5 separate regions of the Mus musculus genome follow, and all the other regions are linked to region 1. A link is a contact called in public Hi-C, Micro-C and promoter capture Hi-C data. All regions are on one chromosome and are shown on one strand. The core of a region is the stretch at or near the end of the contact, and the rest is flanking DNA. Distances in the headings are between cores, read along the strand shown.

The links. Promoter capture Hi-C pulls out the DNA fragments that hold promoters and counts their contacts. Hi-C and Micro-C count contacts between places; a contact is called where the count stands out from the background.
Region 2: a contact with region 1 is called in a Hi-C map of liver, with 1.8 times the contacts expected there. The contact joins the enhancer-like site here to the promoter of Camk2d in region 1. A contact is called at or near these places in 2 of 39 promoter capture datasets (liver and stem cell-derived epiblast-like cells) and 1 of 484 Hi-C or Micro-C datasets (liver).
Region 3: a Hi-C map of Sertoli cells shows a contact between it and region 1, with 5 times the contacts expected there. The contact joins the enhancer-like site here to the promoter of Camk2d in region 1. A contact is called at or near these places in 3 of 39 promoter capture datasets (cranial neural crest, frontonasal cranial neural crest and maxillary cranial neural crest), 1 of 15 datasets of contacts at CTCF or cohesin (the NIH/3T3 cell line), 1 of 484 Hi-C or Micro-C datasets (Sertoli cells) and 7 of 115 datasets of contacts at active chromatin or transcription factors (the 230-238 cell line, astrocytes, embryonic forebrain and 4 more).
Region 4: a contact with region 1 is called in a promoter capture Hi-C map of liver, with 2.0 times the contacts expected there. The contact joins the enhancer-like site here to the promoter of Camk2d in region 1. A contact is called at or near these places in 3 of 39 promoter capture datasets (the 3T3-L1 cell line, embryonic stem cells and liver), 3 of 484 Hi-C or Micro-C datasets (embryonic stem cells and rod photoreceptor) and 3 of 115 datasets of contacts at active chromatin or transcription factors (the NIH/3T3 cell line, embryonic stem cells and stem cell-derived neural progenitor cells).
Region 5: a contact with region 1 is called in a Micro-C map of embryonic stem cells, with 9 times the contacts expected there. The contact joins the promoter of Ugt8a here to the promoter of Camk2d in region 1. A contact is called at or near these places in 9 of 39 promoter capture datasets (the C10 cell line, cranial neural crest, embryonic stem cells and 3 more), 5 of 484 Hi-C or Micro-C datasets (cerebral cortex and embryonic stem cells), 4 of 115 datasets of contacts at active chromatin or transcription factors (SST interneurons, astrocytes and embryonic stem cells) and 1 of 9 other capture datasets (embryonic stem cells).

What each region holds. Positions count from the first base shown.
Region 1 is chr3:126,594,308-126,600,180 of GRCm38.p6, forward strand. Camk2d (calcium/calmodulin-dependent protein kinase II, delta) reads left to right here and starts at 2,644. Exons shown (of 21, transcript NM_001346635.1): 1 at 2,644-3,197; 2 at 4,759-4,853. The coding sequence starts at 3,133.
Region 2 is chr3:127,128,384-127,133,973 of GRCm38.p6, forward strand. All of the region lies in intron 1 of Ank2 (ankyrin 2, brain), which reads right to left. Among named protein-coding and RNA genes, the nearest start is that of Gm16958, 30 kb to the right of the region's middle. Within about 2 kb of position 4,203, at least 14 of the 459 cell types and tissues checked have an H3K27ac peak or open chromatin away from gene starts, as enhancers often do. A contact at or near this core is called in liver, where this site is marked.
Region 3 is chr3:125,883,201-125,889,247 of GRCm38.p6, forward strand. All of the region lies in intron 2 of Ugt8a (UDP galactosyltransferase 8A), which reads right to left. Among named protein-coding and RNA genes, the nearest start is that of Gm40145, 13 kb to the right of the region's middle. Within about 2 kb of position 1,356, at least 26 of the 459 cell types and tissues checked have an H3K27ac peak or open chromatin away from gene starts, as enhancers often do. A contact at or near this core is called in Sertoli cells, where this site is marked.
Region 4 is chr3:127,150,575-127,156,648 of GRCm38.p6, forward strand. The region is part of intron 1 of Ank2 (ankyrin 2, brain); the gene reads right to left. Among named protein-coding and RNA genes, the nearest start is that of Gm16958, 7.7 kb to the right of the region's middle. Within about 2 kb of position 3,792, at least 31 of the 459 cell types and tissues checked have an H3K27ac peak or open chromatin away from gene starts, as enhancers often do. A contact at or near this core is called in liver and stem cell-derived neural progenitor cells, where this site is marked.
Region 5 is chr3:125,937,104-125,942,478 of GRCm38.p6, forward strand. Ugt8a (UDP galactosyltransferase 8A) reads right to left here and starts at 1,549. Exons shown (of 6, transcript NM_011674.5): 1 at 1,350-1,549.

The DNA of each region.
Region 1 (5,873 bases), core at 1,394-3,893:
CCTAAAATAATGAAATAGAACTAAGAGAATTATAATTAAGGCTGGAGAGATGGTTCAACCATTAAAGGCTAGTCTCACAACCAAAAATAATCAATCTGATTATTATCTTAAGGAAGCCCTAACTTTAGGAATAATTGTGAATTCTTTAAATAAAAGAAACATTTTAATGAGAATACAATATAGATCAAACAACAGAGCATGTGTAGATTAAACATTATTTGTACAAAGTTCTTGTCTACAAATACTAACTTGATAATGATACATCAAAAGCAGTTACTTTTTTATTATACTTAAAATTATTCTAACCATTTACAGTTACCATTATTTTAAACAACTGAGTTAAATACTGTAATTATGTAGACTTCACTGCATTGGTATTTAAGAAACAATTTTCTTCCTAGTTGTAAAAAATTTATTATGCTCATTTTTAAAATTTTATTTTTGTTTTCACTTTTGGATTTGGAAAAGAATATTAAGTTATGCCATTATAACCGAGAGCCATATATTTAAGCTACATATTAAAAATGTTTAGTTAAGGCCAAATTATATCTTCCTTTCAATTTTTGGCTTGGTTATTAATACTTAAACACTACTATTTCTCCTTTTAACTTTTTAGTTTCATCTTCCTTTCTTTGTCACTACATTTATACCAAGTAATCCTTATCTTTTATTGCCAGGATTTAAGATCCAAGCTCATTTCAGTTTTGTTATTAAAAATGTTCAAATTTAGCCAGGCATGGTATTTCACACCTTTAGTCACAGGCTGGGGAGGCAGAGGCAGGTGGATCTCTCAGTTTGAGGCTCAGCCTGGTTTGCATAGTGAGTTCCATGCCATTTAAGAGAGACACACTGAGACTATTCCAATCAAATAAAAATGTTCAAATTTAAGGACATAAAAAACAAAATTTGCTTTTAAAAACAAAAAGGAATCAAAGCTATATAAAAACCACAGAGGAACTTCAATAAGCTTCCAAGGGTGTCCCACAATGACAACTGAACAGCAGAGGCCCCCAGGTAGGAACAATACAAGACAAAGCGGGACGTGTGCTGATCCCACGTGCTTGGCAACGTCAAAAATCAGCACTAGGAATCTAGTGCGTGGGCAGAATATCAAATGATGTAAGTAAAATTGAAGGGAAAATTATAGTAAAACAGGCCAGTAAATGACATTTTCATGGGCAAAACAATGCAGACATTGAATGATGACTAAATTCAAAAAGTATTTTCTTGTGTTGAGTGGGAGAGGGCTATTAGAAGTATGAGTAATATTTGCAAAATCTATAACAAAAAAAAGCATTTAAAAATTATATGGCCGTCTGAGTACTTCAGTTCAAAGGCCACTCAGCATTCTTTAGAACAGGGAATAAAAGAACCTGCAAAGTAGTAACTTATAGCCGCCCTAAAAGCATGTACAGGCTCCCTAACTGAAAGTTATCTATCATCTTCCCACTGTGAAATTTTAAGTGCACGATGTGATTCTAAGCACGAGCACATAAGCAATAGAAATGCAGGATTTTATGGTTTCCTGCTGTAGAACAAAAAGCAACAGTCTGAAGAAAATTTTTTAAAAGTTCATGATGCGTCTCTATTTTCCGTAGGCCTCTAAATCTGCAATTGCCTCGTTTATTAAAGACTCAGAAGTGAAAAGAAGGCTCAGAAATGATCTTAGCCACCACTTACACCTTAACCCATCTTACATGCTAATTTTTTTTCTCCATGCTAATTTTTAAGCAACAGTGTCAGATATGCTTAACTGTACACACGTTCTTGAACTCTTAAATGGTTTTCCAGATAGCCACTGAGGGAGTACACTCCTGTGCCCCTACTTGGCCTGCTCTTTGAGAATGCAGGTAAAGAACTCCCACCCTCCCTCTCCCTTCTCCCTCGGCAACGCGAAACAGGCTAGGCACGCTCACGTGACGCTAATGACGTCAGCCCCCTCTGGGTCGCGTGACCCACAGCCAACCTTCCTACCGCCCCACCCCCTCGCCACTGGCGTGGGACATCTCGCGAGAAGCCTTCTTACTATCAGAACTTGCTGAGGTTACAGGGGAGTTACTCTGGAGAGGAAGGAAGGTGTGGCAGAGTGGTGCACTTTTGGGTTTCATTATGTTAGAGTTTATGATCAAGCAAATGCTTATGGGGATCGCCCTAGTCGGGAAAAGGGGAGAGAAGGGCGAAGACGTGACAGTAAAAACTGAAGCGAAACGTGGTGCCCTGACCATCTTTGCCCCTAGCTAAGGGACAGCCGGGCGCAGCAGAGGTGGCCAAGGCTGGCAGCCCCAGGCAGTAGCTGCGAGCCGGGGGACGTTGGACCCGGGTCTGGGAGCAGTAAACGCGAACCGCGCCCAGATGCAAGGGTTGCTTCCCTCTCTCGGCTTCCCCGGCCTCGCGGCCATCCCGCCCGGGTAGAGGCATCCGGGTTGTGGGAGCTTCGAGTGGTCTCTCATCTTTCCGCCCTTCGTGGGTCACTGCGACATCTCAGTCCCGTCCCCTTAAGCGCGCTCCCTGCTGCTCCGCGCATCTCCCTTCGGTCTCCCTAGACGGCTGCGGGAGAGCAGCCCGAAGGGACGCGGCTGGAGTCGCTAGAGGGAGGTGTGGGGCCGCCGAGGAGGGGGCTTCGCTGGGCGGGGAGAGGAGGGAGGAGGCGCCGGGGAGGAGCCGCGGCTGCCAGCTTCGCCCGAGCCGAGCGAGCGCACTCTGTCGCCCCGCGGGTTCCCAGCCTTGCGGCCCCGTGGAGAGGAGGGAGCGCGGGCCACCAGCGCCTCCTCTGCCCGCTGGAACGACCGGCTGGGTGTTCACTCGGCCGCTGCCGCCCGCCACTCCGGGCGCTGCGTTGAGCTCTCCGTGCGGCCTCGGTGACCGCGGCAACCCCTCCTGACACCTCTCCCCCGCCCCTTCGGGAGCCCTCGGCCCGGCCACCGCGGCGGGAGGAGGAGAGGACAAGGGATCGCGGAGCGGGCTGGTCTGGCCACCTCGCCCCGCGCGCCCCGCCCCTGCGCGCACTCCCTCGCCGGCGAGCTACTTTCGGACACGGAAAGTGAGGGCGGCCCCGGGTGACAGCGCGGCGGCGCCAGTCCCGGGAAGCCAGGTCTGTTCGCGTGTCGCCCGTCGCACTGTCCAGACCCCGCCATGGCTTCGACCACCACCTGCACCCGGTTCACCGACGAGTATCAGCTCTTTGAGGAGCTCGGAAAGTAAGCGTCCCTGCCTGGCATCTCCTCCTCCCCACGACCCCTCGTCTCCCTCGTGGGGATAGAGAGCCTGCGGGCCGAGGCGGGGAGACGGACCCTGGCTTGGTGCGGGTGGGGCACACAGGGAAGGAAACCTTTGCCCTACTGTGGCGGGTGCTCCGAATTCCCAGCCCATCTTCTCGGGTCCTCCACCTCTCCACGGGGGACTTAGTGAATTTATGATCTCTGCAGTTGTAGCTGTCATCCTGAGAAGTGTGCGCGCACGCGAGTGCGAATGTGTGTGTATGTGTGTTCGGAGAGGAAAGGAGATGCATGTAAAATGCAACATTTATCACATTTTTGGTAAATAGATGTCTCTTGCTCAGCCCGCGCTGTATCTGCGATCTGACCCAGGTTCGGATGAGCTAACGAGAGAACACTCGCTCTCTGAGATGGTGCCATATTTATCGATGCCGAAAGTTCAACTTGGCTTGGTGGAGAGTCTGGTTCGGCATCCAAGTAGTTGTTCCGTTCAGGAAAAGGGCCACCCAACAGAACCCACGTCCCTGCCATGTATCCGCTATCCTTCTTTGCACTAAGATGAGTCGCTCACCATCATTCTAGGATTTAGGTGTACATCGTCTCTGAGAGGATTTATTTATCCAGGCAGAGGAAAGCCCTAGAGCCCGAGAGAGCGTTTCCCCAGGGTAGCCTAGCTTGTGTAAAACGACCTCCTCCACTGAAGTGGCAGGACTTCCTTGAGATGTTAAGGAGGGACAGGGTACCTACTGAAGATCTGCACAGGGGCAACTAGAGACTCAGTCAGGAGGGAGTGTTGGTTTACCGAGCATCAAACCCCAAACCTATCGCTAATTTCCACTATCAGGGAAGGGATGCATTTGTGTGTGTGTGTGTGTGTGTGCTGTAGGTTTCCTTACAGTTGCATAAAAGGAAGTGTGAGCACTTTTAAATCAAATGAAAATGATATCTTTATAGATGATCTGCTGTTGAAACATGGAGTATGTCGGAAGAGCAGCTTAATTTAAATCTCTCCCCTCCCCCCAAGCCCAAACCAGGCAGAGAGAAATCACCTTACCCCAGAACCTGTTAAAGCACACCAGTGAGCTCGAGATTTATGTTTTAATGAAAACAATCGCCATATTTACTTAGTTGGAACCACGTTAATTATGTTTCCTACCGAAATAAACAGTTTTTTTTTTTTTTTCTTCTGTTCCCCAGCTCGGTCCTTTGCAGGGTTTGCTATGAGCATTTGGTGTTTTGTGAGTGTGAATTACAAATTGTTTTCAAATTTCATGTGCAAAAAAGAGTGGTCATAATTGGCATTACCTTCTATTTTGTTGATTAATAATCTGCGTGTTTCCAGTCAATTAAAAACGACTTTCATTCCACAACATTAAAAAAGATCTGGGCTGGCAGGAAAGAATTGTTTATTTTCTAGATAATGCTTTTATTATGTTGCTATTTGACAGACCACTAAAGGTTCATGAAACCGCTCAGATTTGTGAGTTTGCAAGTGGATACTAGATCTGATTATACTGACGACTTGCTAATTATTGGTTTCCAGGGGGGCGTTCTCAGTGGTGAGAAGATGTATGAAAATCCCTACTGGACAAGAGTATGCTGCCAAAATTATCAACACCAAAAAGCTTTCTGCTAGGGGTGGGTATTTTAAACCACATTTATTTATATATGTTAATGTTGTATTTGTTGTGTGAATGGTTGGTGTCTTCTAAGTAGTTATAGCATGTAGTTATAATTGAATTTTGGACTTAGGTATCATATTACATATTACCATTTTTCCTTGCCAAAAGCCTCTTGCTTTGTTTCCTTTGAAAAGTAGGTGAAAAATATAATTGTTATCAGCGAGTTATTAAAATGCTGTCTCCTAAGCAATGGTATAGATAAATATGTTGCAAAGCAAATAAATGTCATGAGGGGCCTTGCTGAAATCTGTTCAGAAGGATCTTGAAATGGAAAAAATGCAAGTCTCATAACTGTCATAATTCCCCTTTCACTTCTGAGACAAAAAAAAAAAATGGGTCATGGTTCAGTTGAATGTATGTTACAGTTGTAGTTACAGCTGAACTTAATACAGCGAGGTATATTTAACTTCAGTGGTTTGGGGAAGTAGGAAGAGATTTTTACTGTAATCTAGGAAGTTAGCTTGGCTTTGATATGTGTAGGCTAGGCCTTTTCTGGGTTTTCTGCATGAAACTTTCCATCAGATCATGCAATATATTTTACACCTTTAGCTTATAGCCACAAAGATACTTCATCCTGAGAGCTCTTGACATAAGTTTAAAAAAAAATAAACAAAAAACAAAAACAACTGGGAGCAGTGTGCCCACATGATGATGATGGTGATGATGGTGATGATGGTGATGGTGATGATGGTGATTAGAATCAAACAAAAGTCCATATACTGAAATGCCGGAGTTACAGTGACTAAGGTGCCTACGGATTTCCAAGGGAATTCATGGTGTGATGAAATGAAGCTGGAATCAAAAAGAACAGAATCCCATAATGCAGCCCCATCTCAGTGACCTGGTTTATTTTAAGTAATGAGAGGAAATTCCATTAGACTTAGTTTTCCTCACTGAATACATCTTTTAAGACATGCCACTTAAAGACGTCTGGGTATCGTTCGTTGCCTTTGTCCTCGGCTCTGACAAATGGATT
Region 2 (5,590 bases), core at 2,953-5,452, 540 kb after region 1:
ACCTGAAGCACTATTTAACACTCAGTGGTAGCTGAAGCTGACTGACCATCCGCCTCCTGTCTGTCTTTCTGTCTGTCTTTCTGTCTGTCTTTCTGTCTGTCTATCTATCTATCTATCTATCTATCTATGTATCTATTCAGACCACCTTACAGGGGGAGGTGAGATAAGCATTTCTTGCTTGTTGTCTTTATCTATCTATGTATGTATCTATTCAGACCATCTTACAGGGGGAGGTGAGATAAGCATTTCTTGCTTGTTGTCTTTATTCACTGTGTTTTCTCTAGAGGACTCCTGAATATTATCGAAGGCCCATGGTGGAATCCGATGGACTTTTTCTGGGTAGCCAGGAAACTCCTCTCAAGGAGAGTGCCCTCTTGCCCTGCCTTCCTTGAACATTAACTGAATTGACAATTTTGCCTCAGCTCTCAGAGTCCACCACTGTAAAATAATGGCAACAATGGCAAGGTGTTGCAGGACCCAGTAAGACACATCTACAAAACCTAATAGGCTAAGAGGGGCTGGAGTGCTCCCCAAATATTTTTATTAACTTGCTCGTAAAGTGTGAGTACTATCACATTAAATTTTTTTTAATTACCACAAGTCTGTTAAAGAGCAAAGGAAAAAGAAAATTTCACTCAGAATTATAGAACTTAATTTTTCTTCCTTGGTCCTGGAGAGATGGCTCAGCAATTAAAGTCAACTTCTGCTCTTTCAGAGGACCTCAGTTTGGTTTCCACACTAGGCAGCTCACAACCGTAATTCCAACCAAGAGATCAGTTGCCCTCCTCTTTGGGTACTACACCCAAATGCACAATCCCACCCCCACACCCATCACACCCCCCAAAGACATACACATAAATAACAATTGTTGGGTTTTTTTTAAAGTAACATTTTCTTTTATCTCCAAGTTGTAAGGGTTATCACACAAATGAAAAGGGCAATGTAGTTTCTCCATTTAAACTCTCATTTACAAAACCCTCCTAATAAGTTATTTAACATTCTGTGATTTACAGTTCACTGTTCATATATAAGTTTTAGGTTACTTTTATTGAATTTAAAATTCTTTAATAAAGCAAGGGAGATATGAATCAGTCAGTAAAGTTCTTGACTTGCAAGCATGAGTTTCTAAGTTTGACCCACCAGTCTCCCACACACAGCCCACAGAAATTAATAAGTACATAAATAAATAAACATTTTGAAATAGTATAAAATGTCAAGTGCACACATTTGCAATCTCAGTACTGTAAAGGCCAAAAACAAGTGGTTCATGAATCTTACTGGCCAGCCAGCCTAGGGCCTGGCTCAATAGATGACTTCCAGGTCAGGGAGAGATCATGTCTCAAAACAACAAACAAACAAACAAACAAACAAGGAAGGAAGGAAGGAAGGGCTCCTGAGGTGTGACACTTAAAGTTGACCTCTGGATCACATATATATATACACACACACACACACACACACACACACCCTCTCATACATATGAGTGAATAGCTACTCAATAATAAAATGTAGGGGCTGCAGAGATGACTCAGCAACTCAGAGCACTTGCTGTTTGACCTGTGTTGTAGCCCTTGTCCCCACGTGAGGGTTTACAACCCTCTCTATCTCTAGCTCCAGAAGACTTAATACTCTCTCACAGCTTCCTCATGCACCAGACATGCTCCCAGTATACACATACATACATGCAGGCAAAACAACCATTCACATAAAATACATAAATCTCTTTTAAGAATATAAATCTCTTAGAAATCTGCTGAGATTAAAATCGCCTTAACATTTCTTTTGTCAGAATAATGTGACGCTGACCGTCTACCCAAATGTATCCATCTGACTAAACTAATACTTTGTTTAGAGTCTGCATGCAAATTCTCCCAAACAGCATCACGTGAAACCAAGGACAAGTTAATCCAACTGTCTGAATCACTGAACTATGGAAATAAAACTGGTACATTCTGTGCAGGCGCCCAGTTGGCATGCTATTTTCTTCCATGTTTCAGTCCGTTCGATATAATTTATTTGGCTAAAAAAATGAAACTCATAATGATTTTTTTTTGTCAATAGGAAAAGCGCATAACGAATGGATTTCCACCAGAGTCCCTGTATCAGTGGGCGGCTCTGCTTCTCTAATTGAGGTCAGTACAAATGAATTCTACTGTTTGTGCTTTACACACATTCACCAAAGCGAATAACACCGAGCTATTCATGGGCCCACAGCATCAATTAGCCAATTTACTTTTACAACCCTTCCAGCTATTATTTCATTCCAGACTGTTGCCTCTTTGACGTGTGGCATACCAAGGACAGCATTCCTTAACAGACAGTCTAACAACTTACAAAGTTTTCCAAAGGCCACATCACACTGTGCCCCATACAACATGGCCACTCAGCAAATGTCACTAGCTGACATTAAGGAGCCTGTGAAGCAAGAAAGGTAGTGTCCAGAGAAGACCATTTGAATAATTCTAAGTTCCATGAAGGGGAGTTTAAAACGCAGGGCAACCATTGTGCACTTCTTCTTGATGTGAAGGAAAGATACAAACATAGAACACTTACAAACTAGTCTGGCATGGGAGTGTCCTGGGGAGAGCCAGGCAAGGGATTAAACCCAAAACTCAAAATCGGGGCTGGGTCACAGTAGAGTTTTAAAAGTTCTTTTTAAAACCCAATCCTTTTTTTTTTTTCACTTTATTAACCTTTCTGAACTAAGTAAAACAGCTGAAAGAAATAGCCAGAACTCTATTTAATTAAGGTGGCTGTAAAAGCAATAGCAGGTGGCATTGTTCTTGGTTAATGCTTAATGCCCTGAGGACCGACATGACATTCTTAACAGGAGACTGTTAGTGAGAGTCTGACACAAAGCTGCCCAGTTGAGCTCTGTATGCTACACGCCACAGCTGTCTGGTCTTTTCCATCAAAAAGGAAGCTAGAAAATCACAAGCCAAGCAGTTAAATACAGTGTTTGAATATCTGGACAGGATAGGTTAAAACTCTGTACTGTGAGGATTTGTACGTAATCCCTGAAATGTAGCTCATCAATTTATTACTGTTATATATTCAGCCAAGCCTCTCTTGCTCTAAGTTCAACTGAATGACTCTTCCCTGAGACCAACAAATGAAAACTTGTTTTCCTTCCATACTATCCATTCTCAAATTGCTTAGGATTTGCTTTCCTTTGAAGGTTCCTTGGCATTGAGCTGTACACATTTACGGGCTGTGTGTACATGCATGCAGACAGTTGAGAGAGATTTTTTCTGGTACATATTTTGACCTGTGTCACAAAAGGAGGGTATTATTATTATTATTATTATTATTATTATTATTATTTCAATTCATTTGGCACTATCAAAATGTTCTTTTATCTATAAATTCCATGTAATTATACACACCAGTATTTTCATCTAATGATCTCAAAGTATGTTTGTAATTTTGTATGTGGTTGTGTGTGTTTGCACATATGAATGCAGAAGTCAGAGGCTAGTATCATGTATCTTCCTCAATTTCCCTCCACTTTTTTAATATTAAAATTTATTATAAAAAGTTTTGCAACAGGGCAAGCCTCATGTTTAAGAGTAGTTGGCCAACATATAATGGACTTCACATGCTGTGTGTGTGTGAGAGAGAGAGAGAGAGAGAGAGAGAGTTTTGTTTGCATATTTGTTGTGTTGTTTTCTGTTGCTTGGGTATTACTTTCTCGGTTTAGAGACTTTTCTTGTTATTTTTGGGTTTTTGTATGTTCAGAAAGAACCTAAAATTGGGTAGGTATGGAGTGGGAAAGATCTGGAAGGACTTGAGGAAGAGGAAGAATATGATCAAAATATATTTCAATCAAAAATTGGTTTTAAATGATAAAAATATAATTAAAACATTGCAGATAAACAAACTTCATACACTGAAATTAATCAGATCCTATGTCTGTACATCCCAATGAGCTTCTATAATTTGACTAGCAATTGCGAACTGTGAAGCTTCACAATAGACCTTACATGGTCACTGTCAAATATATTTCAATGTACCTATCCACCACCGAAACAAACAAACAAACAAACGAAACAGAACAGAACAGAACAGAACAAAACAAACAAGCAAAAAACAAATCCATGATAGAGTTGAAACTAGAAAATCAATGAGCTCCATAAAGCTAATTGGTTAGGGTTTTGTTTTTCTTTGTTTAAACAGTGTTTCTCACTGAACCTAGACCTCACTGGTTAACTACATTGGCTGGCCAGTCAGCAGTCTCCACAGCTTTCCCAACTCTTTACATGGGAATTGGGAGTCTAAACTTGGGTCTTCATGCTTATACAGCAGGCTCTTTACCAACTGAAGCTGACACCTCAGCCTTGGTTTCTACATATGTTAAGATAATAATTTCCCAACAAAAAACACACAAACAGACATTTGAAATCAAACGGTTGATACAAACATTTGAAATATACAGCATGCCAGACCAGGGACATAAAAGTGTTTCTCTACTGTGTACAAGGTCCTAGGCTCAAACCCTAGTACAGTAAAACAAGCATGCAATCAAAAAATAAAGAATCACAGACTATATACAGCTGCCAGGCTTTAGCCAATCAAGAAACCTTCAAGTTCAAGATAAATGTCCAATCTTGTGCACTCTGGATACTATGGGAGTATCCACAGAACATTCTCTAGTTTACTGTGATGATGGTCCCACTTTCCCTCATTCTGTGTAATACACTGAGCCAAGTGAGCCTCCCCCCACCCCCCACGCCCTGGCCCCCGCCCCGCAATCCTCACTTACTTCCGTGAAAGGTTGTAAATATGCTGTCTTCTATTTTAAATTGTATGCTGAGCAGGCACTTAACTTAGTAAGAAGAAGTAGTATTAAGACATTGCACTGATACACTAAACTCAATTTATTTCAAACATAGAGGACAAAAAGAAACTAAACTTCATAGTTCAACCAATAATTCATTTAGCCAGTGTTTCAAGGACTCTTTAAAACAAATGCACTTGTGACTTTTAAGGTATAAAGAAGTATTTCTAGTCCTTATGTATTATTCATTGCAGTATAAATATCCTGATTACATATTGTTTGCTCTCCCTGGAGAAAGCCAGACTTATTTTAAGTTTTCAATTACTTTTGAGATGGAATCACTTTACAGGCAATCAGAAACTCTGGGAATATGAGTATGAGACATGAAATATTATAAAATCAATACTGTCAATTTATTCTTGTAAAAATTATTGCCAGTGAGGCCTTCTGGCCTCTGAGCTAAGATGTTGCTGGGTATATGCTGCAAGTGGATCTATTTTGAACTTTAGTGTTCCCATCTGTATAATAATGAGCTGTAATAAAAAAGACTCATGTTAATGTTTGTAAGTGTTTAATCTTTAGAGTCAGACATTTATAAATCATGCTAATAGGTCAGCTTATAGAATATCTTCTGTAGAGGAAGAGGACGGAGGGAGAAACGGGAAGGGGAGGCGAGACAGGGAATAAAGAAGATGTAAGAAAATGAAGAGCTAGTCCGGAAAGTTGGGGTGTTTGTTGTTTAAGAGCATTAAGGAATATTTTTAATGCTTTTCCGTTCTACTGAGTTTTTAGCGGAGTAGACATACTCAGTGC
Region 3 (6,047 bases), core at 106-2,605, 710 kb before region 1:
ATTCTGAGGGAAAGAATGCCTGGACTGTGAGGGAGTCCTACACAAAGATGGCAATAGAAGAAAAGGGGGAGGGAGCTGAGAGCACTTTTGTTGTTACCAACACCAACATCAATAGGGCTTTTTTTCTACTCTCTTTTACCATGTCTGATATAAAGAATGTTCTGCTTAGATCAGGTGGGCTGCAAATAATTGAAATATTTATTTTGTAAAATTCAGCAACTAGAATAACAGGAAATATTTTGATACAAAATCTTTTAAAACGAGCTCCAGGCATCATATGATTTTGACTACTACCAGAATAGTTTAACAAGACTTACTAAATAAAAATTAAAGATTTAAAAAAAAAGAATAAAAGTTAGGGCTAGATAGAGAGCATGAGATAAAGTGCTTGCTGCATGAGGAACAGAGTTCAGGGTCTCAGCACTCATGCAAAAGTCAGATGTGCCAGGACCTGGCTGTGACCCCAGGCCTAGGGCATGAAAGCAGGCAAATCATGGCCTTGCCAAGATGGTGATCTCTGAGCTCTGTATGTCTAAGAGACCATGTATCATAAAACAAAAGGCACTGGATAGCAATCCCTGATCACATATACCAGCACCAGTAAGTACATACAACACACACACACACACACACACACACACACACACACACACAACTCAAAATGAACGTTTGGGAACATATTTTCCTCCAAGTCCATTTCCACTCCTTGCTATGTGATGTCAATCAAGTCACTAGAAGCCTGGCTTCTTCACCTCCATAAGTGCAGGTAACACAGGACATGGAGATCAAATGAGATCAAATATTTTAGAAGTACTTTGTCAGTTAAAAACAAGCTTGTTCTTTTACCTAGCTGAGATGTCTAACAAGTAATATGCAAATTAAGGGACGAAAAGACATGCATTTCAAGGAAAAGGAAGATAGGAAAAGACAGTCCTCCTGAAACAAAATATTTTCTTTATATTTTGTTACCATATTTTACATTCCTCAGCATAGAGCTAGCTGGAATAAATAAATAAAGGAAAAATATTACAATGTTTTTCATAAAGTGTAAAGTTGTCAAGTTTTCTAAAACATTCAAATGCTTTCCAGGTTTATCCAGGAATTTAAGCAGCAACTAACCTAAAGATGCATTAGAGAGATCAATGTCAAGGTGATGACTAAGTCTTCCTAACACTGAACATTCGAGAGAATAAAAAACCCTGAAAGAGACATTCATTCCCACCGAGGTACTGAGGTATCTGTTTTCCTTCCCAGTAGGCTTGTAATTTTTACCAGCACAGTTACAATTAGAAGTAAGCACAATTTGAAACCTTTTGAGGAAAGCTACATTTTCAAGGTTCTTCAGACCTTCAACAAACTGCAGACAGGCATTGCTGACATCCCAAGGATACGAGCACAGCAATGTGCTGAGAAGCTGTGGAAAGTACAGTGGGTAAACAAAAGAGCAGATATGAAGCAAACAAAGGAAACCAACTAGAAAAGCAAGTCTCTCAAACTGATATGTAAATCTTCCTTATGTTACAGGAGTAAAGGAAGAATCCAGAGATGTAAGAAGGCTAGTGATTTGGAAACAGATTTGAAATGAGCATGTGTACAAGAGAGAAGAGATCAAGATGCATATGTGGTAGGTACCTTTCTTCATGAATGAGTGCAGAGTATAGCTCTGCAGCCTAAAACACATTCCCTAATCTCCTGTCAAGGTAAACAGCAAAATTATGCTGTAAAACCATGGACATGTGTACTACTTACAGTTTCAAGGCAAAGGATACAGTGCCTTTATTTGCTCTCCAGGCATATTTATTTCATCAATGATGCAATCACTGTTAAACAAACTTGTATCGGCCACAGTTTATGTGTGTGGGACTATACACTAGGAATATAAAAGAGCAAGATATGGTTTCCTGCCTGGAAGTACAAAGTCCAACCCAGATTCCTGGCCTTCACTAACAGGGAATTAACACTGCCTTTGCTGCACTACCTCCTGTGATGACCAAGTGAATTCCTTGGAAATAAATTTTTTTAATTTTAAAAAGCTCACTTGTGTTAAATACCGGGGAGCTACATCTTACTTTCTACTGATTTCAGAGTTGTATTGCTGGAGAAATAATTTAATGACAATCAATTCCAGTTTGTAGGCTAAATCTTTCCAGTATCCATTAGAAATACATTTAGACTTAAATAAAATAGTAAAAAGACACTGGAAGCATAAGAACTTCATCATAAGTATTAGAAATTATTTTTCTAGTATTGTGACATTGGTATTTAGTGTTTCTAAATTATAAGCCAGTATAGAGCAGAACAGAAAAGTGAGAACTTGTTTAAAACTAGTCTAACACATAATTACCAAGGTAATCACTTAAGCAGTTTTTCCAGGTTGATGGTAACAGTTAAGTTAGTTGCTCTCAAATGCTTTATGAAATAGTCCATCTTCTGCTGTACAAAGGCCATATATCCATGACTTCATGGATATTTCCATTAGCTCCTGTTCTGGTCTAATCAGATGAACACTGTGTAAACTTAAGAAAGATGGAGAAAGCTTTGGTCTACTTTTTGGCAAGAATGACAATGTAATATATGCCCGTCTCCCTCTTACTCTTCACTTAGATAATAGCTTTATCCAATTTTACAGGAAGTAAACTATCTTATACAATAAAGTTAATGACCCAGAAGTAATGGTACATTGATCTCAGGATGAGTAGTTGGTCATCTCAGGGGAAGCATGTATGCCTTGGATAGAAATATGCTGAACAGTAACAGCCTGCTAAAACTGTATATCCTTCCATGTATAACCTTATATAAAGAAAATAGTAAATGTCAATAGAGTGCTATTGGAAAAATAATAGGATGATGAGGCAAAGAAAAGAATGCTATCTGGATTGAGTCATGGCTATATAAATAAAGAATGAACTTCAGCTATCTAACATCACTATAACCCAACTAGTAATGCTAGATTCCCTGGGGAAATGGGTGGAAAGATCATGCAATCAGTATGTACTGCACTGCCAATTCTATAGCACTAAAACCTGAATTAGTCTCCTCTCCTTATATTCCATGACCAAATCATTTTGTGAATACTGTAGGGGAGGTAGAGAAGTCTATGTGAGAAATTATCTTTAAGCAGACGATAACCATGGGCTTTCTCACCTATTTCCTTAACTTATTCCTGGCCCTTCTCATGAAAGTTCGCTTCCCACTCTGAAACACTATATTCGAAAGTTTTACTCAATCTTTAATCCTTACCTGATGCTCAAGTTCTCAGTATTTCTTTTTATTTTATAAGAACACTTAACCTTCTGATGGTTTGCCCAAGGATCACAATCTGTACGCCTTATTCTAAAGACTGTCCACTCTCTTAGCTTATTCTGGCTCTGCTAACTTGGGTCCTCTGCTCACAGCTTCTCTCCACATGACAGTACATTCATCTATTCAAACTCAACAAATCACTCAAGGTCAGCTCCTATGCTACCTACTGCACCAGTCCTTATCTGATTTTGCCAAGATTAATCATGCATGCATTCTTCATTTCTCTTCTTTGCTACATATATCTATGGCACTATTCAGACAGGGACTGCTTATATCAAAGAAAAGAGCATGATCAGTTAAAAAACAGTTTATAAAGCATTTAAATTTTTTTAGAAATCCCTGAGTTTATTAAGTAAGTTCATTCTGGACCCCCTTATCTGACAAATACTTTCTGAAAACTGAGTAATCCTCAAAATAAATTTAAAACTCTACTAACAGAAATAGAAAGTACCACCAGGGCAGCAACTGTAATAGAACAAGAAAGGGCAATCATAGCATTAGATATGCTTTTCATTAAAAGGTAAAGCATATATTTTAAAGTAAAAATGACTTTATATATTTGTAAGAGGTAGCAACAATGGAAAGAGTGTAAGTTTTTAAAACACATCTCAAACAAAAGAAGGGTTTGGATGTTAAACTGCAATGGTCCCAGAGGACATCATGCAGGTGAGATTATAGGCATGTCAATTCCAAAGGCAGTAAGTGTAACCACTCAGCTAATCACCACAAATGCTTTGGCCCCCTGGGCAGAGGGAATCAATGATCCTAATGCCTAAGGTCCTCTGGGGTATAATCTCTGCTGTGAAGTCATCTTGGGAAACTCTCTACATACCAATCAAGTGTGGCTTAAAAACCCACTGGTCCAAAACACCACTGCTTTAAATGAATACTTCACGATTTTGAACCATTACTCACTGAATAAATTACTGTTCATTGAATTTAAATAACTGTATATAGAACAGTTCTCAAAGTGGAAGAAAACAACGTGTACTAGTACAGCCATGACTAGTAAAACACAGCAAAAGCCATGAAGTCAGAACAGCTGTTGACACAGCCCAGCAAAGCTGAGTCCAGTGTTTTTGCTACTGTGCTCGCTGTCTTTCACTTTGGGTTTCTGATCTCTACATGATGCATTTGTGGGGAACATTTTACATCATGATTCATTTATGTTTCTTTTTCCTCAGAAAATTATTTCTGCTCTCAAAAAATAACCTTATCTGGCTCTCCTCAGGGTTCTCCCTTGCCATGGGCACTATGAAAAGCATATAAAAATGATTACCCCCAATTTTTTTTGGCACACCTGCCCCTAAGCAAACTCAGAAACAAGAGATTTGGTAACAGATCAGATTACAGGCCTCTTCCTATGTATAGTCCACAGGACATTGCCCCCCCCCCCGAAAATAAAAAACTTAATAACAAGGTTACTTTGCCTAAAACAACATTTGATAATATGATATAAAATTACCATAAAACATAAGCATTTGCCAATCATTAGGACACTGGTAAGCTTCAATGAGGTCTTTTAACTAAAAACCAAAAAGAAAATAAATGAGTTGAACAAGTCAGCCTGCAGCCTGGGAGAGTTTTCAAACGTTTAAGCCAGGCTCTCACAGTTATACTTCAATCACTGTGCACTGTTTAAGGTTTGGAAACTCATCTAGATGGACTCAAATACTTTTCTATCTGTTTAATGATGAACTTTCCTGAAGAACAGAATGCCATATGTCATAAATGCTCACAGTCTAAAATGATTTGAGATTAATAATACCTAATATCTCTGTAGTTGTAACACTTGTCTAGTAACAAAATGATATGATCTGTACTTCTTTTGAAATGAAGCTTGTCACTTTTGTAGAATCTGTATAAAGAAATATCCTGGTTGCTACTCAGTCAGATCCAAGATTCTTCCAGCCATGGTCTCCAATTACTCCCTTCCATTACTCCCTTCCATCTGATCAATGCAAGACAGCAACCAAAAGGAGGCCATTGGAAGATGAATAGCTCTTAAATTCCCAACCAATGGCCTTTATTATAAAATGCTGATGTGAGCATATACTCTATAAGACAATCTAAAGACCATTGAAAGTTTCCCATCAGAATTAAGTTCCCTACTGGCAATGATGAAGAGAGAACAATGTTGTATAGGAAGAACTCTCAGCCAGTGCTGCAAGTGTTCCACTGTTTCCTATGATACATTTATATTCCCTCTCTCTCTCTCTCTCTCTCTCTCTCTCTCTCTCTCAGAGGAAAGGATTTATTTTGCTTACAGGTCCATATCTCATTCATTCTGTCATAGAAGGAAGCAAGAACTCAAGCAGGGCAGGAACCTGAGTACAGAAATAATGCAGAGACCATGCTGCTGCTTAATGACCTGCTCCCCATGGCTTTCTCAGCCTGCTTTCTTATAAAACCTAGGATCCCCTATGCAGGGGAATTATTACTACCCACAATGGACTGGGCCTTCTTCTTCTTCTTCTTCTTCTTTTTTAAAAATTAGATATTTTCTTTATTTATATATCAAATGTTATCCTCTTTCCTAGTTTCCCTTCTAAAAATCTCCTATCCCCTCCACCATCCCTCTACTTACTGGTTGTTCTTTGGTGGTGGTGGTGGTTTCTTGGGTTTTTTTTTTTTTTTTTTTTTTTTTGGTTGTTTGGTTCTTTTGTTTAGTTGACTGTTTTGTTATGTTTTCATCCTGCTTTAATCCACAGATAGTATTTTACTTTCTATACTGCTACTTGAGT
Region 4 (6,074 bases), core at 2,542-5,041, 560 kb after region 1:
ACAAAATTACTCAAGAGAGAGGACATTTTTCTCTCCCAGGCAATAACCTTTGTCATCTTCAGTGTAATATTTGGTATACAGAGACTACTGATTCATATTTTTCTGATCCAAGCGATGACTAAATCCTAAGTTATTTGAATTATATACATCTGAGCCCACCTTGGAAAGAGAAAGGAGATTTGAACAAGGATTCGTGGGACATTTTTATCTAAGATAAGAATGAAGAAAATACAACAAATAAAACCTAAAAGAATTTCTGGCCAGCCAAGGTGGTGCATATCTTTAATCCCAGCACTTTGGAGGCAGAGGCAAGTGGATCTCTATGAGTTTGAGGCTAGCCTGGGCTAGTCTACAAAAGCATGTCCAGGACAGCCAGGGCTGTGTTACACCAAGAAACGCTGTCTCAAAAAAACCAAAAGATAGATAGATTAGATAGATAGATAGATAGATAGATAGATAGATAGATAGATAGATAGATAGATAGATGTAAGGACAGAATTTCTGGCTGCCTTGAAGTGAAACATGATTAAAATTTAAAAACCTAATTTTATTGAATACTGAAGAACTCTAGTGGCCACTGTCCCCTAATCTCTTCCACAATTAACTGTGAAGCACGCAACAGGATTACAAAGATTAAGCGTACATCTTAACAATGTTTTTCTTTCACTGGAAAAACACTCTTAACTTTCTATAGATTCTCCTACCTTCCAACGCTGCTTCTTGGTATGAGAACTCAGTTATGGACTGGGGCCTCTGGTGGGCAATGACTGGACGGATTTGCATGTTCTGTGTCCTGCACAAAGCCCCTTTATGGCCTTGCTGCCGTGAAGATTTGCTGTCTTCTCCCTGATCCTTAGCCACCTGCCTTCATTCCTGCTCACAGTAATGTGTACCTTGTCCCTCTCCCACCCACATCGAGGCTTTGATGCCTGCCCCCTTTGAGCCCACACGAAAGCCAGTGATTAGTAGGTGACCTCCTCAAAGAAAAGCTCTTCCTGTCCCAAGTGACTTCTATCCCAAAAGAGTCACAGTTGCCAGGTGCCCTGGCCCACTTGCACTTCACTGATTGGTGTGCTTTAATTAAGCATTGCAGCCCAGGGTGATTTGGGGGCCATAAGGAAGGAGGGAGTTGATGTCTCCACCCTAGAAGTGGAAGGTTGTTATTCGCACCTGGTGTATACTTGAATGGTTCATGCATACCTGAATTTCTCTTTAAGGGTTTACTTTAGGTGCTTGGGAGTTTGGCTTCCTACAAGTTCAAAGGCAGCCATCAGTCCAGATGGAGACCGTTGTGAAATGATCAACCCCACCCCAGTAATGTTTCTCTGTGGGTTTTTTAACCTGGCATTGTCAGCTCACAGAACCCCTAATAGAAAATAAGTGAACCACAATAGACTTCTTTTAAATGACTCAAATCAACACAGGAGACACAAAACAACAACCACACACTTCACAGGTGACCTCATTTTCTAAATAAGGCCTAAATAACTTTTCAGAGACCGTCAAACACCACAGCAGGAACCATTTCTTACCACCACTTCAACTGCCAGGTAAGACCCTGAAAATTTGCATCATACATACAAAAATAGACAATCACAAACCCAGCTTAATGGGGCAAATGATGCTCTCTTCCTGTATTTGTGGGAGGTCCCATTACCACAGTTGGTCTGTGGGATACTCCAAGGACAGTACTGTGTCTGGGGCAGAGAGTTGGCTTCAAAAAAAGGAAGAAGAAAAGCTTTGAAATACCAACAAACTATCTCACTTATAATAATGAGAGGAGATAAAGACATCATCAAATATATCCCAGAGCCACTGGGAACCATCTTAAGCTGAGATCAAGTCAATTTAAATCAAAGTCATCAAGGATGAGTCAACAGTCACCACTGGCAGATAGAATTGAGTGCAGGCTTCCCAATTTTGCTTCTCTGGAGCCTTTTAGACACTTTGTGTGAAGTTCAGTTGTAAAATTAGTAAACAACAGCTTGGCATGTTGTCTTTCTGTTCACTAGTTGTATTTGTGCAGGTAGGTGTGCACACGTATGTATGTAAATATGAAGGCCAAACGTCCATGACATGTGTTTTCTTTAGTGGCTCTTCACCTTATTTTTGAGACAGGGTCACTCATGAACCTGGAGGTCCCAAGTTCTGCCACACCAGTTGGACAGTGTGCTTACTCTTGCTTCTGCTCTCCTCATGCTGGGATTACAGCCATGACTGCTATGTCCAGCTTTTGGCATGGCTCTTGGAAACACAAATTCAGTTCTTCATGTTTGCACAAGTATTTTACAACCGAGCCCCTGTTGCCTGTCCTCTATCATTTTAAATCCAACTTCCATCTCTCACTGTGAGCAGTGTTTCAGAAACGGTAGCAGCACTTGCTATTTGAGCTTACATTAGTAATCAGAGCAGATTCTCAGTCATCAATTTTGAGATATTGATACAAATTACTATTGCCTGTGAAAAATGGAAATTTGGGGAAACAACTTCCTGGATCAAGGAATGGAACGTTAGAAAAAAGCCAGTCCTAAAACACTATCCTGCAAGCCCATCTGCTTGGGAGACTAGGGAAGAAAGACTGTAACTTCAAGGCCATTCTGACCTGTAGAAGGAGTTTAAAGTCAGTCGGGGCAATTTGGTAAGATCCTTTGTCAAAATAAAAATTAAAAAGAAGGCTAGAGATATCTCAGTGACAGAAGTCCTTGTTTAGCAACCATGAGACCTTGGATTCCATTACCAATATGGGTAAGGAAAAGATAAATGATTATATGCACGTAAAAACGTGTTATTTTTAATTTCAACTTTCTAACAGGTCTGAATGATAAGTGAGACAAATTAGCAATTAACAAGTCTGTCTTGCAAATAGACATACGTATAGCCAAGAAATATACAAAAATGTGAAAGAACACTATATTCATAACCAAATAATTTAATTAGATTTGTAGCTTGATGGCAATTGTTGTTCCCTGATGATTCTCTTCCTTCATGCCACTTCTGTTGAAGTGTTCCCCATGACAGAACAGCGCATCAGTGGCAAACAATGAAAGGACATGTGTATGAAAGGGCCACAGTGACTAAGACACAGACTGCTTTCCTCTGGCAGAGATGCTAATGTCCATTCCAGAAGTGAGCATTCCAGAAGCCTGTACAACAAAGTACTGAGTTTCTTTCTAGCTGCCCTGGAAGCTGTTGTACCCCGTAAGAGAATGAGAGAGCAGTTGAGAAAACTGTTCATGGAAAACACTAAACCAACAACAAAACAGAGCCCCTAGCACTGTAAGAAGAGTGGTGGGGCTCAAGCTAAGGAGAGCTTTCTTGAAGATGCCCTCATCTCTCCCCAGCTCCTTTCATGCCATTTCCTGCGATTCCCTAAGGACCAGTCCAAGCCAAGCATGGGAAACAAAAAAAAAAAAAAAAAAAAAACAGCTTCTGACTTGTGTTAGGAGCTGGAGGAGCATCAGCTTCTCTAAATATTTGAGGTCTCCCTGGCCGCTAAGTTAATGATTAAATCCCTAGGACATTGAACTGAGTTCCTTCAAAACAGCAATGCCAACTGTTAAACACAGAACATTTAAATCACGATGCAGAGCATTCTTTCAGTTTTTTTCTAATGAGTTATATAAATCTCTCTCTCTCTCTCTCTCTCTCTCTCTCTCTCTCTCTCTCTCTCTCTCACACACACACACATACACACACACACACACACACACACACACACACACAAATTCTGGTCCTAAAGACCATCCCATTGTTGCAAAGGCAGGTAAATTGTGGGCCATGAGGCCTTTGGACTTAACTCTTAAGCACTTTTTTTCCTCTTCTCTGTGCTCAGAATTAATTGGTTGCTACATACACTAATTAGCCTTATTAGGCTTTCAGAAGGTTTCCTATTACACATGGAAAATTTTTTTCTCAATGGCAATTTAGATTCACACATATAATTATTGGAAGTAAATGGTTGTTGATCTAGATTGCAAAACGAAGAAGAACATAGGTTGGTGGAGAAGTGGAAATGTTGATTCTAGTTGTTTTAGCTTCAGTTTGCTAACATTGAAGAACTTCAAAAACTTGTAGATTGTAGGGCTGAAATGATGGTTCAACATTGCGAATATGTTCTGCTCTTTGAGAGACCCTGGTTTGCTTCTCAGCACCCACATAGTGGCTCACAACCATGTAAAACTCCAGTTCCAGGGGATCTGATGCCCTCTTCTGGTCTCCTCAAGTACCAAACACACACATGGCACACAAAATACTTAAACACATAAAATAAATATTTTTTTAGTGGAGGTAATGTTCTGTCTCCCTTCACACTGCCCCCTCCCCAGAATTCTGAGTTATTTAGGAGATGAAACCAGAGGAGTAAGAGTAAATACTCACAATAAACATTTTAAATCGTATTCTTCTCTGAAACAAAAAAAGGTCACGTGCAAGAAGCTGATTCCACTAACAACATACACGAGTTTCTAGAATCTGCAGAAAAGCCTTCTTAGTTATTATTTATTTTACTACATACTGTCTGACTCTGAGAATAAAGCTAAGTGATTTTTGCAAAGAATTAATTTTCAGAAAAATCAAGTAAAAGCGGATGACTTAAAAGAAAAATGGTTATCACAAAATGGTTCTTCCAGGTATTTCCACTAACTCAACACCTGTGTAGAATATGTTCAATATCCTGTTTGATGACAAAATAGCTTTCTAAATTAAGACTTCACTTTTCTCCATGTCTTGAAATTTATCTCAAGCTATAAAATTGAGACTATAATCACATGAATTTGATAGCTGTAATCCTAAACCATTCATCCACTCACTGACTGAAGAAGGGTCTTCATAATTAAAACTAATAAAATCTCAGGATTCACAGTGTCCGTGAAGGGCACCACTCCTATGTAAAGCCAACAAGGAGCTTGCAAATTAAGCAAAGAGAAAGGCATAGGAGGAATGTCAAAGAAGAGGCATGGGAAAAAGCATGGATGTATGGAAGCTTTCACATTTAAATAGCTATCCTAGAACTGTTTTAGTTGCATAGGAAATGGAAAGTAACTGTAGCAAAACTTTTCAATATTTATTTATGAGTGAATCCTAGTCTTGAGAAAGGCATCTCCAATCACTATCACTAGTAGAGTTGCGTATAGTATAGTTGCATACAGTATAGTATAGTATAGTATAGTATAGTATAGTATAGTATAGTATAGTATAGTATAGTATAGTATAGTTGCATTTGTATAGTTAGTAGAAATACACACATGCTGAAGGAGTTGTAGAATTTTACAGAAAGATGACTGGATATAGCTCTTTAAAAATGATTATTGAAGCCAGACGTGGTGGTGCACACCTTTAATCCCAGCACTGGGGGACATAAGCAGACAGATCTCAAGGCAGAGTTCAAGGTTAGCCTGGTCTAGAAAACCAGTTCTAAAAGAGTCAGAGCTACACCGAGAAACCCTATCTTGGGGGAAGGGAGGGAAAGCTGGTTGAAATTTTCAGTATGTGGAGAGTTCTAGAATATAATGCATCACACAGGCCCATGCTATTCTGTTGCTGTTCGAACCTTTAAACCTATGTTTAGTTTGGTGCCCAGAAATCTCTGTACATTTACAGTTCTAAATTCAGTAAGTGTCACCGTTTTCAGAATGCAGCTAGCCTTTGGAATCTGGCTGCCTCGTGCGTGAGCAGAAGGCTCAAGGACAGGAATGATGACAAGCTTCCCCACTCTGTTCCCACGCAGCAGCGCTCGCCCACAGGCCACAGGAAAAGCCAGCACTGCATGTCACTAGAGTTTATATGTCTGTCCTCTCCCATTATCCACGGGGGATACATTCCAAGACTCCAGTGGACTCTAGGGAGAGCACTAAACACTACGCACACTGAATAGTTCCTATATATGTAGATCTAGAGCAAAGGTTGACTTATAAAGCATTCCGGTAGTAGACTAATAACAACCAATGATAAAGCAGAAAAGCTGCAAAACAAAAGCTGCGACTCCTGGTCACTGAGACCATGGTAAGCCAAACTGGATAACTGAGGGGCCAATGAGTTATGACCTAGTCATACAAAACAACTCAAAGTTCTAGAAA
Region 5 (5,375 bases), core at 299-2,798, 660 kb before region 1:
CTGTTCTTACCACAAGCTTAAGTGTGATTTTTTTTTCAAAAAAAAAAAAAAACAAACAAAACAAAACAAAACGGCTAGGGACAATGCGTGACCCTTAATGCTATTAGAATCCTGATTATGCAAGACTTTCTAGACTGTCTCTAACGAATGTCCTTTTTAATCTAGGCTCATGGGTTAGTAAGCCTGCATTCAAGTGGGTATTTGTTTGGGGGAGGGGGGGAATGTGGCATTATAGATTGAAACAAGGGCATATTTGGCATCTAGCCAAATTGCAGCACATTCCTGTCATAAATTTAAACAAAGTTGTACAATTTGACAGCCTAAGATGATCCATTCCCGCCCTGCGCCCACCCCACCCCCCAAACTTAACTGTTTTTCTTGGAATCTTTTAATAGGGCAGACAGCCTTATGAAATATAAGTCTGTGCCCTGTCTTGACACTGTGTCACAACGGTGGAGGCTCAACAAAGGGTCAGGGTTTCAAAAGTCACCCCTGCCTTCCCTTGTGCTAATTCCTCCCGCAACAGAAGAGTTTCCATCTTTTCTTGAGTTTGGGAGACGCAGAGCACTGCGGTCCCTCCACATGCCCTTCAGAGCTCTAAAAGATGTTGCGCGCCTGGGTACCGCATCTGGGTACTGGGGGAAGCGGTGATCCTGTCCCTAAGTGCTGCAGAGTGGCATGTCCTCGGTATCCAACTTTTGAAACCCTCAAAGCCAATGCCCCGGAGCGCACAGGTCAGGTGCTGACCGGAGACACCTCCGAGCGTCCTTTTTGCCCGGACGCACTGCACCCTGGAGCGCTCAGCGCCGCGCTCACCGCCTGCAAGCCCGCAGCGCCCATCCCGGGCCGCGCCGCTCCTTAGCAGCAGGCGACCGCCCCGCGCGGCCCCCGGCCCGCCAACCCGCCAGCCTCTCCCCTCCTCACCCGGCCCCGCACTCCGGTCCGCCTTGCCCGGGCCACGAGCGACAGTGCTGTCTTCTGTCCACGACTGCGGTCACCGAAAGGTCCCGGGTGCAGGTCCCGGGTGCTCGCGCAGCCGGGGACAGTCCCTTCCCTGCGCAGCCCTCAGGCACTTTCAGACAGAAGGCGGCGAGCCGGAGAGTTCCAGGCGGCCGCCGCAGCCGCCCATCCCTGCCTCAGTCAAGTGCAAGGTCCCGCGTCGGGACCGACGGGCGCCCCCTTGATTCGCTCCCGCCGCAGGGTGACAAGACCGAACTCTCCACAGACCCCAACGCCGGGCGCCTCAGAGGGCGCCGGCGCTCCCTCACCTCGGACAGAGAACAACTGTGCATCCCGGAGCAGCTCCATTCCCCGTCCCCCCACCCCGGCTGCGGGCGCCCGCCGCTTACCGCGTCCTTCGGCTGCCGCGCGGGAGTTGGAGAGCGCCTCTGCCGCCGGACGGGGTCTGTGGAGCGCGCGTCGTCGCCCTCGGAGGCTGGGCGTGAGGGAAGCTGCGGCGCGCCTGCCGGGCTTAAGACGGGCGCTCTAGGGCAGGCGATGCTCCGCGGTGCCCCCCCTCGGGGCCGCAGCGCGCCTGCTCCTCCGCCGGGCCCCGCGCGCCCCGCCCCCTCTCCCCCTCAGCGCGCCACTACTGAGCGGGAGCGCGCCCAGGCCCGCGCGCGCCCCCGGCTTCCCCCCCAACCCCACCCCCCACCCCGCCCGCCCCTCAAGCCGTCTCTCAAACCTCCCTGCCGCGCGCTGCCTCGGCCCAGGACACCGATGCGCACGCGCCTCGACGGCGGCCAGAGATGCTGCGAGGCTGCACCTGCCATCAAAGTCTCCGCTCCAGACGCGCCTGCGCCCAGCCTCCTCCTCCTCTGCTTCGTCCGCTGCTTTTTTTTTTTCCCCCCCTCAGGCACTGGAAAGGAGCGGAGCCTGTAGAGCGCCGCTCGCCCCTTCCACTTCCTGTCGGTTGGCCCGAGAGAGCCGCTCCGTGAGGAGAGCGGTAGGACTGGGGCACACGCCTGCGCACACGTGGAGAGCCCGGAAAACGCCGGCCAGGGGCGCCAGGAAAAAGCCAACCGGAGCTTCTTTTGAAAGGGCCGTTAAAGTTCTGTCTGCTTGGGTCCTAGCTTCCTTATTCTGACTGGAAGTACTCAAGATGGTGTCCAGGTCAAGAAACCAACTTTGCCCAAAGAGCTTGAGGCCTCCGGTACCCCAGACACCGGAAGCCAATCCATCCCTTTAAGTGTCAATGGCAAAGTTACAGTTTCAGAAAATAGGAAAAGTTCCTTTGCTTTTATTCGGAACCCGTTGGGCAGTCTATTCTATACCCACCCCACCCCACCCCCACACACACACCAAACATACATACATACATACATACATACATACATACATACATACATACACACACACACATATACATCATTCAGGTCAAGCCTAAAGTCCAGAATCTGAAAGGTCTCCATGCAAATTTTGTGTTTAAATGTTCAGAGATGAAAACAGGCTGCCATCAATGTTATTTCCTTGCTTCAACTTGAGAGTCACATTTGGGACTTGGACCTCAAAAAAACAAAACAAAACAAAACAAAAAACAAACAAAAAAAAAACCCGGAAATTTCTGTAATGATAAAGGAAAAATATACTCTATATTGTTGTTCTTTTTAAGTCTATTTAACAAATGTAGTGCCCAAAGGTCATACCTATTTCAAAGGAGATAATGCACTTTTCTTCTTTTGTAAGTTGAAATAAGGAGATTAATATAGTTTATTTATTTATTTAAATTGCACTAGAAAAGTGCAAACAAGTATCGAACATAACAGATAATAAAAGTATATGAGCTGATCATGCTGTAATTTTTTTGTAAAACTTGCAGATAATGAAAAACGCATTCAATAATATTTTGTGTAGTTATCTTTTTTTTTTTTTGTATCTACGATCTGGCTATTAGTTGCCTTATTTATCACAACTCAGCACTGCAAGGGCATTCCACAACTTAAGTTTAGTATGACCTTTCATAAATTAGAATTGAATTATGCTTTTGGCTATTAAAGCAAAGAAATTATAAAAATAAAGCTCACTCTCTGTTTTAAAATACTCTAGCAACTGGCACTTAATATGATCAACAGGATGGTTAGATTAAATGAATGATGTTTGATATTTCTTTTCAGAGAAGGGAGCATTGTTTCCATGTTTAATCCATCCTTCAAGTTCCCACTCAAATTAACAGCAAGTGTCCGTACAGTTCAGGTTACAAAATGTTGCACTGGATAACATATTTGTGAAGGAAGTTTCAGCCAGGGTAAATTAAAATTGCCTTGTTATTGTTGCATACTGATAGGCATTTTTCTCTCCTTCAGTGACTCAGATATAGGCCAGATTAGAACAGATCAAAAGTAGATAAAGGTGGGTTTGCTGGAAAGTAGCTCTCAGGTGGGTTCACCCATCTCACAGGTGAAGTCACATCATCTAGGCTAAAGCAAAGCAGGTTTATAGCGATTAGGAGAGGACTGATGTCATGCCAGCCAGGAGCGTTCATAATGGTAAAAACCTGAGCTTCTGGGTGGGCCCTCTTGGGTGGGTTGCCAGAAACTAGAAGTGAAATGATGGAAGTTAGCCTGGTGTTCTCTCCAAGTCAGTAGGAGAAAGGGGAGGCAGGTTCTATGTGGGGCAGGGTTGAGGGAAGGAGGGGAGATGGGATTTCCCAGCCTGTGTAGAGAATAAGCAGGGGTTTTACCCTAACACATACTACATCCATCAACTCATTCTATTATTAATTTTAAGGGCTTGTTATAATTCTAGAGACTTGGACTCACATTATTTCTATGGGAAATATCAATGATTCTAAGAAATAATAACTTAGCTGGTAATCATTAACTATTAACTTTTTGCCACAACTACCGAGAACTGAACTGAGTTTCACTATTCATTAGCAGTGTTTGCAAACTACTGTGTGCCCTGTTTTCTTTACCCATTAAATGACTCTGACATTGGGCTGAAGAGAGGGCTCAGAGGTTAAGAACGTGTCCTGCTCTTGCAGAGGACCTAAGTTTGATTGCCAGCAACCATGTTGGTTGGCACATGGAACTCCAGCTTTATGGAGATCTGATGTCTCTGAGCTCCACGGGGACCTGTCCTCATGTGCACATGCCCCCCAAAATATAATGTACATAATTAAAAATAATAAAAATAAATCTTAAAATGAGTGTGGCAACATCTATCTCATAAAGTTATTGCGAGAAGTACCAAAATAAAATATGAATAAGACAGGACAGAGCTCCTAGCCCTTGGCATTTAATAAATATTAATCTGGTGCTGTCTATCTGTAATTCCAAAAGTTGGAGAATTAATCACCTTTATAAAGCATTCTTTTGTCTCAATAGTACTGGGGATTGCATCTTAGACCTCACACATGATAGGGAAGTGTTCTACCACTGAGCTACAACACCAGCCTGTAGATCAAATTTAATGATTTTTTTTCAAGTCCTGGAAGCAGAACACTAGAGCAGAATATGTTCTTGTAGGTTCTTTAAAATAACTCTGAGTCACTCTTGAGCTAAGTCTTCTTATAGCACACATCCAAGCATATCTTAAAGCCAAATTTTAGATTTGTTTTATTTATCTAGTAGACCAACTTGCATAAAGTTTGATAGGAACTGTACACAATTTATATCCTTAAACTTTGGCAAGGGGTTTCATGGATCCTGACCTTATTTAGAGAGAGAAGGAGCTTACAAGCACTTAAGAAAATAAGTGATTGCATAGGTATAAATTATTTAAGTATAATTAAATATGAGGTGCATCATAAGGAGAAGGGAAGGGAGGAGAGATTAATATGAGCTAGACTTGTTATAAGCAGTTTTGAAAGAGTTTCTTTCTGTCTCAAGGCAAGAAAAACAGAGAGTTTGTCAAGAAGTGAAGAGTACTTTGTGGGAATAGTAGAATAATCTACTTTAAATCGACTACCTTAAAGTACTTAGTACTAAAAAATTAAAACTTTTCTATCTCAAAATTGAAACCTATTCCTTTTTTCCAGTGTACTTTTCACCTTTTTGGTCCTAATGAACAAGCGAGTGTCCATAGGTGCAGAACCTGCAGTCCTGCTCAAATGTGAACATAGACCAATTTCCTGCTGCAAAAGGAACTCAGCTGAAACATTAAATTACAAAGTAATGCTGTAGGTATGACAAAACCATGGAAGGGATACAGAGGAGGTTAGAATTGGGTAAGAGTGTCCAGGAAGACTTCACAAACACTTGACAGTTAAGCTGTTGTAATTCATGAATAAGATTTTTAACTGCTGAGCCACCTCTCCAGCATTTTTTTATTTCAAAAATATTTTGGTGATGGGGTTTTAAGAGAGGGTTTCTTTGTGCAACCCTAGCTGTCCTGGAACTCACTCTTCTGACCTTTTTTTTTTTTTTTTTTGATTT